3 separate regions of the Mus musculus genome follow, and regions 2 and 3 are each linked to region 1. The links are chromatin contacts, called in public promoter capture Hi-C maps. All regions are on one chromosome and are shown on one strand. The core of a region is the stretch at or near the end of the contact, and the rest is flanking DNA. Distances in the headings are between cores, read along the strand shown. Region 1 holds the start of Abcb7 (ATP-binding cassette, sub-family B (MDR/TAP), member 7). Region 2 holds the start of Jpx (Jpx transcript, Xist activator (non-protein coding)). Region 3 holds the start of Ftx (Ftx transcript, Xist regulator (non-protein coding)).

Evidence for each region. Promoter capture Hi-C pulls out the DNA fragments that hold promoters and counts their contacts.
Region 2: a contact with region 1 is called in a promoter capture Hi-C map of pre-B cells, with 2.3 times the contacts expected there. The contact joins the promoter of Jpx here to the promoter of Abcb7 in region 1. A contact is called at or near these places in 2 of 39 promoter capture datasets (erythroid cells and pre-B cells).
Region 3: a contact with region 1 is called in a promoter capture Hi-C map of erythroid cells, with 13 times the contacts expected there. The contact joins the promoter of Ftx here to the promoter of Abcb7 in region 1. A contact is called at or near these places in 2 of 39 promoter capture datasets (erythroid cells and pre-B cells).

Annotation. Positions count from the first base shown.
Region 1 is chrX:104,410,969-104,415,931 of GRCm38.p6, reverse strand. It overlaps Abcb7 (ATP-binding cassette, sub-family B (MDR/TAP), member 7), which reads left to right and starts at 2,086. Exons shown (of 16, transcript NM_009592.1): 1 at 2,086-2,275. The coding sequence starts at 2,108.
Region 2 is chrX:103,490,684-103,495,646 of GRCm38.p6, reverse strand. Jpx (Jpx transcript, Xist activator (non-protein coding)) reads right to left here and starts at 2,089. Exons shown (of 3, transcript NR_015508.3): 1 at 1,947-2,089.
Region 3 is chrX:103,621,781-103,626,743 of GRCm38.p6, reverse strand. It overlaps Ftx (Ftx transcript, Xist regulator (non-protein coding)), which reads left to right and starts at 2,990. Exons shown (of 11, transcript NR_028381.1): 1 at 2,990-3,197.

The DNA.
Region 1 (4,963 bases), core at 837-3,336:
AAAAAATAAATCTTTAAGCTGGGCGTGGTGGCGCATGTCTTTAATCCCAGCACTTGGGAGGCAGAGGCAGGCTGATTTCTGAGTTTGAGGCCAGCCTGGTCTACAGAGTGAGTTCCAGGACAGCCAGGACTACACAGAGAAACCCCGTCTAGAAAAAAACAAAACAAAACAAAATCTTTAAAGACCTCAATAATGTTGCTTTATGTCAATAGTACCTATTGGTATTTCTAGTAAAAGCCCAGATTTTGAGAAATTATCTATAGTATCAGATGTGGGTATTTCATAAATTTAAAATCTTCTTCTGATTGAAATATAGGATTCTACATGGCTTCTTGAAATTTTCATTTAGTTTTATGTTTAAGAAGTAGGCAATGGGGGCTGGAGACTTGGTTTAGCAATTAGGGGCACACTGCTAAATGTGATCTTGCTAAATGTGATCTTTGTTCTTGCAAAGGATCTGGGTTCAATTCCTATTCATACAGATGGTAACTCATGACTAATTATAGGGCCACTGAACCTTTTTCTAATCCAACACTTCCAACTCTTAAGCCAAATACTGTTAATCCAGCATAGTTTGATGGATATACAAGTATGATCATTTTACTCTCCTGATTAAGGCATTCAATAGCTGCAGCACACAGCATTAATTTCTTAAGACAAAATTGCCATCAAGAGTTTCTGTTCACCCTGTTCCATCTCCTACTATTTTGCCATCAAGAGTTTCTGTTCACCCTGTTCCATCTCCTACTATTTTGCCATACACTTTCTGGACTCCTGAGCCTGAAAGTTTTCTTATGAATTCCTTCTTTTCATATAGCCATCTTCTTTACATGTATGGAGGGATAGTCAGCCTCTTTAATCTGAAATTCTAATTATCTTCTTCCCCAGAAACCTGGTGAGTGATATGGATCTCAGAAGAAAGTGAAGCTAGCTGCATGGGCCATATATATCTTTTGTCTTTTGTCATGACATCTCTCATTAGTTTATAATGCTTCTACAGAATTAATTCAAGATTACTTACCTGCCTTGTGTAAAAGGTTTGAAAATGAGCCTGGTGTAGTTATGCCTGCTTTTAATTCCAGCAATCCAGAGGCAAGGACAGGGGGACATTGGAATTTGAGGCTAGCCTGGTTTGCATAGCAAGTTCCAAGTTCCACAGTAGCCAGGCCTTTATAAAGAGAAGGGAGAGAGAGAGAGAGAAAGAGAGAGAGTGGGAGAGAGAGAGGGAGAGAGAGAGAGAGAGAGAAGTGTTTAAGGAGAGATTTTTGAGAATGCATTAATGAAATTGTACCTTCTTGACTCCAGGTTTTCAAGTAGCATTTATATTTGGAAATTGTTTCCCACCCAGATACTTGTAAACATATTTCCATGGTATTTGGTTTGATTATAGTGCTGACAAAATAATACAAATGTGTCTTTAAATATGCAGTTTACTATATAACATGTTCACTTACCATCCACCTAGCAGTTTTTAAATAAGGGACTCTGAAGAAACCAAAGGGAAGAGCTACAAGGAGGCAAATTAATGGAATGAAATATGTGTGTACCCCGAGAGCTCCTTGTCCCAACAGCAAAAGACCAAAGGCAAATCAGGAAAATAAAAGGTTTTACAATGAAGGCGGCGACTCTCACTTGTGAAGCCTTCTCCAGGGGAAAACTTGTCTGTACTTTAATCCTCAACGTTAATGCACAGGGAGAATGAGAGTTATGCAGAGTGGAGCATGGCATTGAGTTGGAGACAAGAAAGGAATCGAATGGCAGACAAGATAGGGTTGTCATATTTACCAAAGCAACACTTGGGACATAATTATCCCAATCATTTGTTTTTTATCTGAAATAACATTTAAGTGGGTAATCCTGTATTTTATCTGGCAACGCTAAGAGAGAAGAACAATGGTAGTCTGATGGTCTGGGCTGTGCAAGAAAAAGCCCGAGTCACTGGGGGGAAAAAGAGTAAAGCTCTACTTAAGCACAAGCATCTTCAGACACAAGCTATTTCCGGTGTCGGGCGCGAGCGGGGGGAGGGGAGAAAGCAATGAAAGCCGCGGCACTCAGTCCGCCGGCGTCCCACAATCCTCCTCTCTCGGTTCCTTTTTCCTCGCTCAAGATGGCGCTGCTCGCGATACATTCCTGGCGCTGGGCAGCCGCGGCGGTCGCTTTCGAAAAGCACAAGCATTCGGCAGTTCTGACCCGGGCTCTAGTCTCCATGTGCGGCTCAGGCCCGCGATGGAGTTCGTCCCAGCGCGGCGCGTCAGGAAGCGCTCGGCTGTCCCAGGTGTGTGGCCGCGCGCTTGGGAGAGCAGGGTGAAGGACAGGGGAACCTGGTAGGGAAAGGGTTGCCCTTGTGACCTCAGGTCAGAGGGAGCGCGCCTAAGGAAGATTGTCAGGGCGAGCTCAAGAGTGGCGGCGAGGGTAGGAAGTTAGGGTTAGGAATTGGAGGCGGAGAGGAAGAACACGTTTGGGGACAGCAGAGAGCCGGGAGGTTTCAGGCACGGGGCACCTGCAGTGCCGGCGTCCTGTAGGGCTTTGCCGCTTGTTTTCTAAGTGGGTGGCAGACGGGGCTGCTTCCAAAAGTTCCTCGTGGAATTTGGTGCTGAGCGGCCCGTGCTTCAGAGTGTACTAAAGCGGGAGTATGCAATTGCGAGTGCACTTCAACAGGACAGAACGCCACCTATAAACAAGTAGCACATTTAATTGGTACGTTAACTCCCTCAACTGACAGGCGAGCTCCCTCGGAGGCAAAAACCATAATTATCCTTTTCTCCAAAATGTACACTGCTCGAAGACAGACGCTTTGTTATCTTTTGCTATGACTATTCAATTACGTTCTTTGTGCATTCCCTTAGTGTGGCAGTGATTATGCTACCTTGGAATATTGGCTACCATTAGCTCATTCAATAAGAGTTTGTTTTAAAAAATCGTCTGTGGTACTTGTACTTCAGTTTGTGGTTTTTTTTCCTCATATATTGGCAATATTTTAATTGCCACCACGTGTTCGTCAGTATAACCTTAACATACTGTCATTTTTGTTTGGAAAGCAGTTTCTTAAATTATGACTCCCTGTCAACAAATATTTAATGTCTACTACTACTATAATCATAAACACTGTTTAGATAACAGAAGTCAAGAGAAGCATACAGTTAGGCCTTCAAGGGTTGAGGTTTGGTTTGGTTTTTACAGACAAGGTCTTGTTTTGTAGTCTCGTTAGGCCTTGAGTGTGTGATCCTCCTGCTTCAGCCTACCGAGTACTGGGATGACAGGCATAAAGTGACAAGGATTGTACAATTTTTAAAATTGAAAAATATTTGAAATCGACAAATAATTGTGTATATTTGTGGAGTGTGGTGTGATATTTAATACATGGATGTAAGTGATCAGTTTAGAGTAATTGGCATAGTTTGCATCCTGAACACTTGTTATTAGTATAGAGAATAATATTTTAGAGATGGAAAGAGTCTGTACTATAATGCTATGGAATGTCAGTGATTAGATCAGCACTTTTTTTTTTCTTTTAGGTGAAATAAAGTAATATAGAAAAGAAACTCTAGGTTTTTCGGATATTAAGGGATGAATAGTTTTGTGAACTTTTGTTCACATATTCCCTATAATGTGATTACTGAGATGGGCTATGAAATGTATTTTTTTTTTTGCATTATGCTCTAGATTCATAGCCACTCGCTTGTTGCGGCCATTAAAATTAAAAAAAAAAAATAGTTTCTTCGGCCTATTAGCCACATTCCAGGTTTTTAATAGCCAGGTGTGGCTGGGATGTGTTGACAACATAGCTAAAGCTGTTGAACAATATGATTTTAAAGAATATGATATCTAGCCCTTCTAATTTTGCAGATGAGGAAACTAAGCCACAAAAATTGATAAATGAAAGCCTTCAAGGCTATTCATTCATTTATTGCTTTCTTTGTGTCAGGTACTTATGAAATAATACTCTCGTAGTCACCAAGGACACAGCAAATGCTGACTTGTACTAATAATGACGAATACTATTAATGGTGGGAAACACCTTAAGTATAAAAATTATTGTTAAAACCAGAGGATTTTTATATACCTTTAAAACTGTATAGTTCCTTATACAGCTGCTTCTGGACTATAGTATTTCTACTAAAAAGATTTATAAATCATGTTGCAGTTCTGGGGATGAAACCCAAGGCCTTATATAAGCTTGGCAAGCATTCTATCACTGAGCTGCATCCCCACTGCATGAATTTTATATACGTTGTAGTTTATATTATTAACATTTAAAATAGTAGATATTGCAGTATCATGTACTTTCTTAGCATGTTTTAGCATTAACCGTCTCTGTTTGTATTAATCCTGACACTCAACAACACCTTGTATTCATTTGTAATTCATCCATTTAAAAGGACATATTAATGGATTCTACATAATCAGTGATATATACCACCATTGCCACATTCAATTGCCTCAAAAAGAAACATGCTTTTTGTCTGTCTTTTTATGCCTTTGTTCTTCTGACCAGGTCTAAGCAACCACTAACTTATACATTCTTTATATATTTGTCTATTCTGGACATTTAATATGAATGGGATTATTTGATATGTGGTCTCGTTGTTTGATGTTGTTTCCTTAAAACATTGTCTCCTGTAACTAAGGCTGACTGGACTTGAAAACCTTCTATGTAGCCTAGTCCATAATCAGTCTACGAACTGATTATAAGAAATGCACTACCCTACCTCTCAGTATATGACCTTTTTTGACTGTTGCTTTCATTTTGCATTATTTTTAAAGGGTTGTTTAATTATGGCACATGTGTCTACTACATTATTTGTTGAGGCCAAATAATGGTTTGGATATACAAGATCATTTTGGATTTTCTTTTTTAATGGGCTAAGTAGCCTTGGCTGACCTGGAATTTGATATGTAGACCATGTTGTCCTTTAGCTCATGAAGTGTTAGAATTAAAGGTATGTGCCACCGTACCTGGCAT
Region 2 (4,963 bases), core at 840-3,339, 920 kb after region 1:
TTCCTTTGCCTGCATGCAGAACCATTTAAAGTGACTTATAGTGTAGCCGCCCGCGTAATGCCCTGTTCAAAGCTTCCTTTGTTTATGCAGTGGCAACAGTTGCCCTGTATCTATAATTAATAAAGATTAATTGCTAATATGGACTATTCTGGTCTTAGTAAGATCCTATGCAAATAGAAATTATTACTTTTAGTTTTGTTTTTATTTATTAAAATTTTAAATGAGATTTATTTCATTTTGTGTTTGTGCATCACGTGTCTGGTACCCAAGGAGGTCAGAAGAGGATTTGGACCACCTGGGACTTGAGTTACAAAATATTGAGAACTCCCATGCAAGATACCAGCCATGTTAGATCCTCATGTCACAAAAAAATTAAGTGGAGAAGCTGAGCTTATAATCCTAGCTATTTGGGAGGCAGAGGCAGAAAAATCAAGACCAGCCTGGGTTATTACACATAAAGTAAGAGAGACAAGCTGGGCATGGTGGTACAAGCTTGTAATCCCAAAGCTTGGCAGCTAGAAATGGGTAGTGAGGGTCGTGGACAGCCTCAACTACAGAAGACTTCATTAAGGGGCTCAAAAAGTGGGCTTACGACCGCCTGTAACTCGAGTTCCACAGGATTCTATGGCTTCTTCTGGCTTCCATAACTGTACTCATGTGCACATTCCTACACACACAATTAGAAGCAAATCTTAAAGTGGGAACAGATCTAGATATAGTTCAGTGGTAGTGTGACTGTCTAGCACCACAGTGTCCTAGGTTCCACAACCAATACTGGGGGGAAAGGGGGAAATAAGCACAATTACTAAACTAAAAATGATGCTTAATCTACGGGATGACAAAAGAGTGAGCCGCAACTGTGGAGAAATATGGCAAAACGTCAACTCTAATATTAGGGTTTCATTTTATTCTCTGTGTTTGCATTTGTGTTAAATAGGTCATAATATATAAAGCTGCCGAAATGTTTTAAAAATAGCAAACATTCCTTTGTCACCCTCATACATATATGAAAAAAATGAGATCATATTATCCTACAACTTGTTTTTAATGTAACAAGCTATCATATCATCTTTTACACCAAAGAGCCAAAATATACAGACTTTTAAAACATCCTCCTATTAATGGATACACAGGTTGTTTCTTATCACTTGCCACAAGAAAAGAGCTGCATAGACATCCTCTTTTAGGTATCCTTATTTATATACTGATGCTTCTCTTTCTGAAGGATTGAGCCGTGAAAGTCAGACTACTGAGTTCCAGATATTGGAACTTGGTACTCCATATATATTTTTATTTTTCTAAATATAGCTACATCAATGCTTCCAAATGGTTGCAACAATTCATACTTTATTCAGCAATGCCTAGCTAAGGTACTGAAATGTCTTTTTGACCAAGTAAGCATCTAACAAAAGAACACAGATCACCCTATAAGGCCCTATTATAACAGATGCTCCCAGACCACAAATTTAGTAACATACTCTGGTCCTCATTTGGAGTACATAAAAAGGGCATAGGGCAAAAAGCGTTATTATACCATAATTAATGTTACCAATAAGCTAGTTTTATCAACTACTAAGTGTTGATGAGAAAGAACTGAGGCCGTTTTTCGAGGCCTCTGGGGAGCTAGAATAAACACTCCATTTTGGAGACACTCACTATCCGTCAAACCCCAATTAGACAAAGGAAAACAAAAGGAAACCTCAAAACACGATCTCTCCTAGGAATGAGCCTCCCCAGCCTGACAGGTTCATCCGTGGAGGTCCGGTGATGTGGGCACTGATCACTCATCTATTGTGGGCGGAATAGGGGAGAAATCCGGAGTGCCAGCCGCCGACTACTCGTCCCGCTCGGCAGACCATGCGGTCGGAGTGGTGACCGCTGCGGCGGGTCGGCGTGGTGACCGCTACGGCGGCCATCTCTCTGACAGCGCGAGACCCGGCACTCACCAGGGCATGTTCATTAATTGGCCAGTTTCTCCACTCTCCTTATTAAGTCATCCTCTAGCTGCCTGGCTAATCCCGGGAAGGACGTATACATGTGGACGCCGCCATTTTATAAGTTACAGAAGCCTGGTGGTGCCGTGGGGGGGGGGGGGGGTCGGGCGGGCGGAGAGCATGCGTCACAGCCGAACAGTCCCTGTGCCGCGCGGCGCCGCGCTGTCAGGCTGTCCCTAAATGGCTGCTCCAGCAACGTGACCGGGACTGTCCGCGGTCGCTTCCGCAGATGACTGAGCGCTTGCGGTTCCTCTCCCGGCTGCCTCTGTTAGCATCTTTCACGTGCTCCCGCGTTTCTTGCCCGTCTTTAATTTGTTCTCTTGCCACCCCCTCACCCCCCACCCCCCACCCCCCACCCCCCCCCTACCCCCACCGAAATTCCTTTTTCTTTTTTGTTTCTATAGAAGACCAGCTTGTGTTTTGCTCCCGAGATCTCTTTCGGAGCCCCTTCTGTGTTTTTAGCTGCCAGCATTGCTGTAGCTGCTATAACTGCAATCTACATGTCACAGAGGCTAGGTGGCAAAGTAAACCACAGGCCTGGGTATGTCCCCTAGTTTTTGATAAAGACAGAATTATACCTTGTCCTATTCCTATTGGACACCTCACAGGGCCGAAGCTGACAATAACTCCTTTGGCTTTTGGATGTTCACACCAATACTGGTTACCACACAAATTAGAAAAGGATCTTGGGTTATCAATAAAGGCAGAGAACTACACTTCCATTTAAAAAAGAAAGAAAAAAGTTCTCATTTTACCTATTGCACCACGAGGCACAGGGGCAGAAGCGAGTGCTCAGTGGTTAACAGTGCTTAATGCTCTAGCAAAGGATGCAGGTTCAGTCCCCGGCACATACTTCTCTCTACACAGATCTCTCTACACAGGCAAACATGTATACACACACACACACACACACACACACACACACACACACACGAAGTAAATGCATGTGTGTGTGTGTATTTAAGTAAAACCATGTTGGAAAGTTGCCGAAGGGGCCTCAGTGAATATCTGCTTGAGGAAGGCTTTGCTAAGGCAACCTGGGACAGCTGTCATGGAGCCGAGGGCTGTCCTCTCTCCAGAAGGTAGCACATTTTCCCTTACACTGGTTTCCCTCTTTCCCAAGACAGCAAAGCCCTGGCTTCTTTTCATTCCATTACAGGCAGTTCTTTCCTGTGCGAGCTCTCCTCAGCTGTAGCCAGAATTTGCCTGTTTGGAATCCTTTCTTCCTCCTAGAGTTTCTCTGAGATGGCAAGTTTGTGAAAATTATTACACACACACACACACACACACACACACACCCATGGCCAAGACAATCAATTTGATATGCTCCTGTGACTATAACCACTTTATTGCCCCCCCCATTTAAATTTTTAATCTAGATTCCCTTCCCCCTCTCTCCATGTGCTCATGGCCAGCCTCTAGTTCTCTACTCTCTCTTTCTCTCTCTCTGCCTTTCCCTGCCTCTGCTACCCTCTTAACTCCCCTCCCCATGCCCTGAATAAACTCTATTCTATACTAAAAAATAAAATTAATCTAAATATAATTACATATTCTCCCCCATTCCCTTCTCCAATTCCTCCTATGTTATTCCTCGCCACTACACACACACACACACACACACACACACACACACATTGCCTCTCAAATTTCTGGCTTTTTGTATATATGTGATTTTTCTCTGGGTGCGTATTTGGTTTCTACTTATCTTTGTTGTTGAACACCCCAAAAGCAGGGCTGGAGAGTTGGCTTGGTGTGTAAGAGTACTTAATATTCTCACAAAGGACTGGGGTTCAATGCCTAGCAGCTGCATGAGGCTTCTCACCTCCTCTGACACCATGCTCGAGTGTGGTACACAGACCTATATGCAGGCAAAACACTCACACACATAAAAATTCTAAAAAAAAAAAAGTTTTTATAAACTTAAAAAAAACAAAAGTCAAATATAAAAGTTGATTCAGGGTATCTGGGAGCCCAACTGTCTGCATTTCCAACTTCATTCTAATGTCTGTGGCAAAACTGTTGAAAGAAGTACCTAGGAAAGTGTGACTCTAGCTAATTTTTAAAGATTTGGCTTTTCAGGCATGCATATCGTTGTTGCTCTTCTGTTTTTGAGACAGGGCCCCCGTTATTCCAGGCTGGCCTCGACTTATTACGTAGCAGAGAATGACTGTAAATTCCCAATTCTCCTTCCTTCCCCGGGCCTCACTTTATCTTCTACAAACTTCTTGTGACATACTCAGGCCTTTGGCAATAGACTAAAACTTTCTGGTTTTTTCCCTCATCACCCCTTTTTGTCCATATGGGAACAATCTTTTAGTTTTAGGATAAAAACCTTATACTCTATTCTCATCTAAAAGTATTTCCTTAATTTCCTTTAATTTTCTTTATATAAATGACCTATAACTTCTTACAATATTTTACATTTATTTATTTTTGTGTTTGAGAAAGACCAAGGCGGGGTAGAAGAAGGGAGAGAGAGAGAGAGAGAGAGAGAGAGAGAGAGAGAGAGAGAGAGAGAGAGAATATATGGATGTGTCCACCACATAGTTTCCAAGGATGGAGCTCAGGGTGTCTGCCAGGCTTTGAGGTAAGCTCCTTATCAGCTGAGCCATCTTGCAGTCAAGACTCAGCCCGTGTGTGTGTGTGTGTGTGTGTGTGTGTGTGTGTGTGTGTGTGTGTGTTACTAAGGACTGAATCCATGATTTTCTAATTACATGCTAAGCCATTGCTCTACCACTGAGCCATATTGCCAGCCCCAAGAAAAATGTTTTTCTTTCTTTCTTTATTGGTATCTCAAGATAGAGTTTCTCTGTGTAGCCCTGGCTGTCCTGAAGCTTGCTCTGTAGACCAGACTGGGAATCAGAAATCCTCCTGACTCTGCCTACTGAATGGTGGGATTAAATAAAACTATTCTTTAATATTCTAAATGAAAATCAAAGAAAAGCTGAGCAAAGTGGTGCTTGCCTAAA
Region 3 (4,963 bases), core at 1,741-4,240, 790 kb after region 1:
GTTTATTTGGGTTTTTTTTTGTAGTATTTTTTTTTTTTTTTTGTATTTTTTGTTTTTTTGCTTTTCCAGACAGGGTTTCTCTGTGTTAGCTCTGGCTGTCCTGGAACTCACTTTGTAGACCAGGCTGGCCTTGAACTCAGAAATCCGCCTGTCTCTGCCTCCCAAGTGCTGGGATTAAAGGGGTGCGCCACCACCGCCCAGTGAGACAGAGTCTTATTGTGTAGCCCTGGCTATCCTGGAACTCACTCTGTAGACCAGGCTGGCCTAAACTCACAGAGATCATGTGCCTCTGCCTCCTGAGTGCTGGGATTGAAGGCACTGCACATTGCTTCCTTTTTTTTTTTTTTTTTTTTTGAAATAGGATTTCATTCTATAGCTCAGGCTGGCATGAAATTTACTATGCAGCCTAAGTTGACTTCAAATCATTGATCCTGCCAGGCAGTGATGGCGCATGCCTTTAATCCCAGCACTTGGTAGGTAGAGGCAGGCAGATTTCTGAGTTCGAGGCCAGCCTGGTCTACTGAGTGAGTCTGAGTCCCAGGACAGCCAGGGCTATACAGTGAAACCCTGTCTCAGAAAAAAAATATCATTGATCCTTCGGCCTCATTTCCCAAGTGCTGGGATTACAGGATCACAAACACAAAACCACTGAACTTAGGTGCTATATCCCCTGCCCCAAAGCTGTTTTTTGTGTCTGTCTGTCTTTCTTTCTTTCTTTCTTTCTTTCTTTCTTTCTTTCTTTCTTTCTTTCTTTCTTTCTTTCTTCCTTCCTTCCTTCCTTCCTTCCTTCCTTCCTTCCTTTCTTCCTTTCTTTCTTTCTTTCTTTCTTTCTTTCTTTCTTTCTTTCTTTCTTTCTTTCTTTCTTTCTTTCTTTCTTTCTTCCTGTCTATGTCTGTCTTTTTCTTTCTTTCTTAGATTTATTTATCTATTATATATAAGTACACTGTAACTGTCTTCAGACACACTAGTAGAGGGTGTCAGATCTCATTACAGATGGGGTTGTGAGCCACCATGTGGTTGCTGGAAATTGAACTCAGGACCTCTGGAAGAGCAATCAGTACTCTTAAGTGCTGAGCCATCTCTCCAGTCTCTCTCTCTCTCTCTGTCTCTCTCTGTCTCTGTTTCTCTGTCTTTCTATGGTCAGGGTGTTATATATCCCAGGTTTGCCTTGAACTTTCTATGTAGCTGAAGATGACCTTGTATTTGATCATTCTCTCTATTTCTTGAATGCTGACATTACAGGTGTGTTTAAGTAGTACTGGGCATCTGAAGCCAGAGCTATGTCCAGGAAAATACTCTCCCAACTGAGCCACATCCTCAAACCCTAAACTACAATTGTTCCTATCTCTTATAATTAAAAATATCAGAGAAATTAAATTCTAGGAAAGAGATATCTTGGAAATTTAGAGATGATTTCTAACATTTCTATTTATGTTTACAGTTTGTCAGATGAACAAATATGTTGTTTCCCCTGGTGGCAATCAAGAAAAACTCTCTTACATGGAATCTTCAGATGGAACTAAGCTTGTTTTACAAGAAAAATTGTTTGAACTTTATTTTGTTTTTTGTTTTTAAAGATCTATTTACTTTTACTTATATAAGTACACTGAACTGTCTTCAGACACACACCAGAAGAATGCATCAGAGTCCTTTACAGATGGTTGTGAGTCACCAAGTGGTTGCTGGGAATTGAACTCAGGACCTCTGGAAGAGCAGTCAGTGCTTTTGACGTCTGAGCCATCTCTCCAGACCTAGTTTGGAGCTTGTAAGTACAGCCTGTTAATTCTGCATGAGTACAACTTTGTTCGAGATGTGAGCTAACACTTTTGTAGTGAACTCCAGGTAAACTTAGCTTAAAGGCTTCTTTCATTGCTCAAATTGGGCTGAAAAGAGCTTTTCCATCACACTCCCTTCCCCCTCAAAGAAAAAGCTCTTTCAGAAACCAGGGAGGGAATTGTCAAAGTGGGGATGTCTTACTAAAGCTGAAACATCAGAGGGGTTTTTTATGCATGTTACCTATATGTCCATTAGGTGTCGCAATATATCCAATGGCCCTGCCTTCTACTTCTATTCTGCTCATGATATTGTTTCAGATGCAGGCATGGGACTGCTTTTCCTTTTCTCCTCCTCCTCCTCCTCCTCGACCTCCTTCCCTTCTTCCTCCTCCTTTTTTCTTCTTTGTCTTCCTCCTCCCCTCCCCCACTCTTTTTTACTTGTATGGTTCTGGTGCTTTGATGCTCTACATGAAAATTCACAATTCAATGCAATGATAGATAGACAGGCAGGAGCCAGTCGGATGATCTCTCAAGATCCAGGGCTGAATAAGAAGGGGGAGTGGATCTTAAGGAGACCCTTAAAACTCAAGATTCTCCACAGGAAACAACATGCTGAGAGTGAAAATAGCCTGCCCCAAGAGTTCTGGTTCCAGGTATTAGAAAAAGACTTTTTCTTCAGGCTTTGTAACTTGGGCCCACAATTAAATCTACATACGTATATTTCCATTCCCCCAACCCCCCGGATCGGTGGAGGCTATTTTTTTTTCCTTCAGGATCTTTTGTGGTCCAAGCTGACCTAGAATTTGTCATGGAGGTGAGGTTGTCTATAAATCGCTGGAATTACAGGCACTTATCACCATGCCAGTGGTTGGTTGGTTGGTTTGTTAGTTTGTTTGTTTTCGAAACACTTGGAATATTGGGTACATCAGGAAATATGAGGGGGCCTAGCAGAGCTCCAGAGAAGCAGAGAAGGTCAAGAATTGTAGGGTGAGCCAGAAAGGGAATAATAACAGTAGTGAGATGTGATGGTAAATTAAAAAGGATGGGGACTTATTGATTAGAAAAGGGGCTGAGGAAAGGATGGGTGGTGGACGCCGGTATGAGCAGAGGTAGGAAAAGAAGTGTGGGCTAGGGACCTGAGTACTGGACTCAGTGGGCTGCTGTAAGTTGTAGAGGGGCGCTCTGAGGAGAGGGAGGAGCGCGGCGCATGCGTTGCAGCACAGCGCAGCGCTCCTGGAGAGGCTGTGGGTTCGTGGCATCCGCGCCGCGGCCGCAAGTATAGCAGGTTTCGTACCTGGTGTTCATCGCCGTTAAGTCATCGCTGCTGCCACCCAGGCACGGCTCTCTATGCCGCCGCTCCCTCCACCCTCTAGGCACTGCCTGCCGTAAGAATTTTAACTGCGACACTCGCTTCAGCAGGAGGTAAAGGAACGACGAAGGACGAAAATGTAACATGGAGGGCGGAGGAGGGAACTTGTGTCAGGGAGATCCTTAATTTGTGCATTTTCTCCTTTGAGGGGAGGGAGAACTGGAGGCCAGTACGAATCCCCAGCCCTCCAAAAGGATGTTGCGCATTACTTAATATTATGAAAGATTTTTAGACTTCTCTAAGCAGGTTTAAGGCACCTGAGCATCACTGTTTTGTTTGACATCTATTTAAAACAAAACAAAAAAAACTTTCGAGTTCTTCATTTGTTAAGGGTGAATCAAATGGATGAGTCTTTAGGATTAGGCTTCATCCGCTTTTTGTTTTCCTTGGGGGTGAGTGAATGTAGTTTGAGACTGACAGCAGCAGGCCTCGAACTCGCGGCCGTTCTCCTGCTTAAACTGGGATTACAGGCGTAAATCACCACGCCGGACTCTGATTCAGTGGTTTTAGGTTGGAGGGTTTTTAACTGTATTAAGGAATCCGTCTACCAAGTAGCCTCTCCCTTAGGCTGCTGACGGATTCCATCTGGGTTTGGGATATGCTTTATCGCCTACGACGTTTTTTTAATTCCATGTGTAACTTAGTTTATCACAGTTAATCCTGTTAAGGATTGTTGTTAATGATATGGTTTAGACACTGGGGCATAACTTTGGCGAGAAACACGTGCAGATGCACCCGGCATGAATATATATACATATATATGCGCATATATGTATATATATTCTTCACAGAGTTATCTCACCAGAGTAGCAGAACGCAGTGGCCACAGAGATTATATATATAATATATATAATATATATATATACACATATACGTATATATATTATATATATAATCATACACGAGAAGGGAGAATAGTAAAGATAGGCGCGCTTTGCGTGGATGCCAAAAGAGGAACCATATCACCAGGTGGTGGCGCTCAAGTACCCTTGAGAAAGCGTGACATGATGGGTAGGACTCTGCTGGCACGGGAGATCGTGGCCCCTTAGGCGAGGGTGGGGCAGAGAGGAGAGAAGGTGAAATCACGCATGCTCACTGCAAGCAGAAGGCCTCTGCGCGGGAATGAAAGTGCGCATGCGTAAGAGGGAGCATGTTGGCCGTTTAACACTAGGTATCGAGAACTGCGCGTGCGTGTTGCCAGTGGCTTGGCTGGGAGGGAGGGAGGGAGACGCGGAACGTTCTGGTAATTATGATTGCGAAATAGCGAGGGGTTCGGTAAGTTGTCCTTCGCTCAAATCGCCATTTTAGTCTGGGAGTACACTTAGAGAGGCAGTTCTACCATTCTAGTTGTTGAAGAGATTAGTCTGAGTGGAGGGTGTGACCAAACCCACTGGAAAAGAAAAAATCATTCCAGAATCTTAGTCTCTCCCTGGTCAGTCTGATAATGGGATTTTAAAATACAGAGGCAATAGTGAGGCTGCGAAAGATTGCTTCCGCAGCATGTTGCGCTTCTAGTCCAACCACATTCAGACAAAGCCTATGCAAAAGATCCTGGCCGAGCTTGGCTCTCCGCAGACTCATATCACCAGAGTAGCAGAACGTTGTGACCACAGCGAAGTGCGTTAAAAACCCTTGGGTTTTTCTCCCCTACAGAACATAGGGCAGAGGATTTCACTGTGTTTCTAAGTGCTTCTACATTGGTTGAAACCTAAGATCTGAGCAAACCACCTCCTGAAACTCTGATATGCAGAGTCATGTCATTGTCATTACCCTGAAAAGTAAAGGCAGTGGTGATAGGAAAGTGTCCCGGGGCTTACGT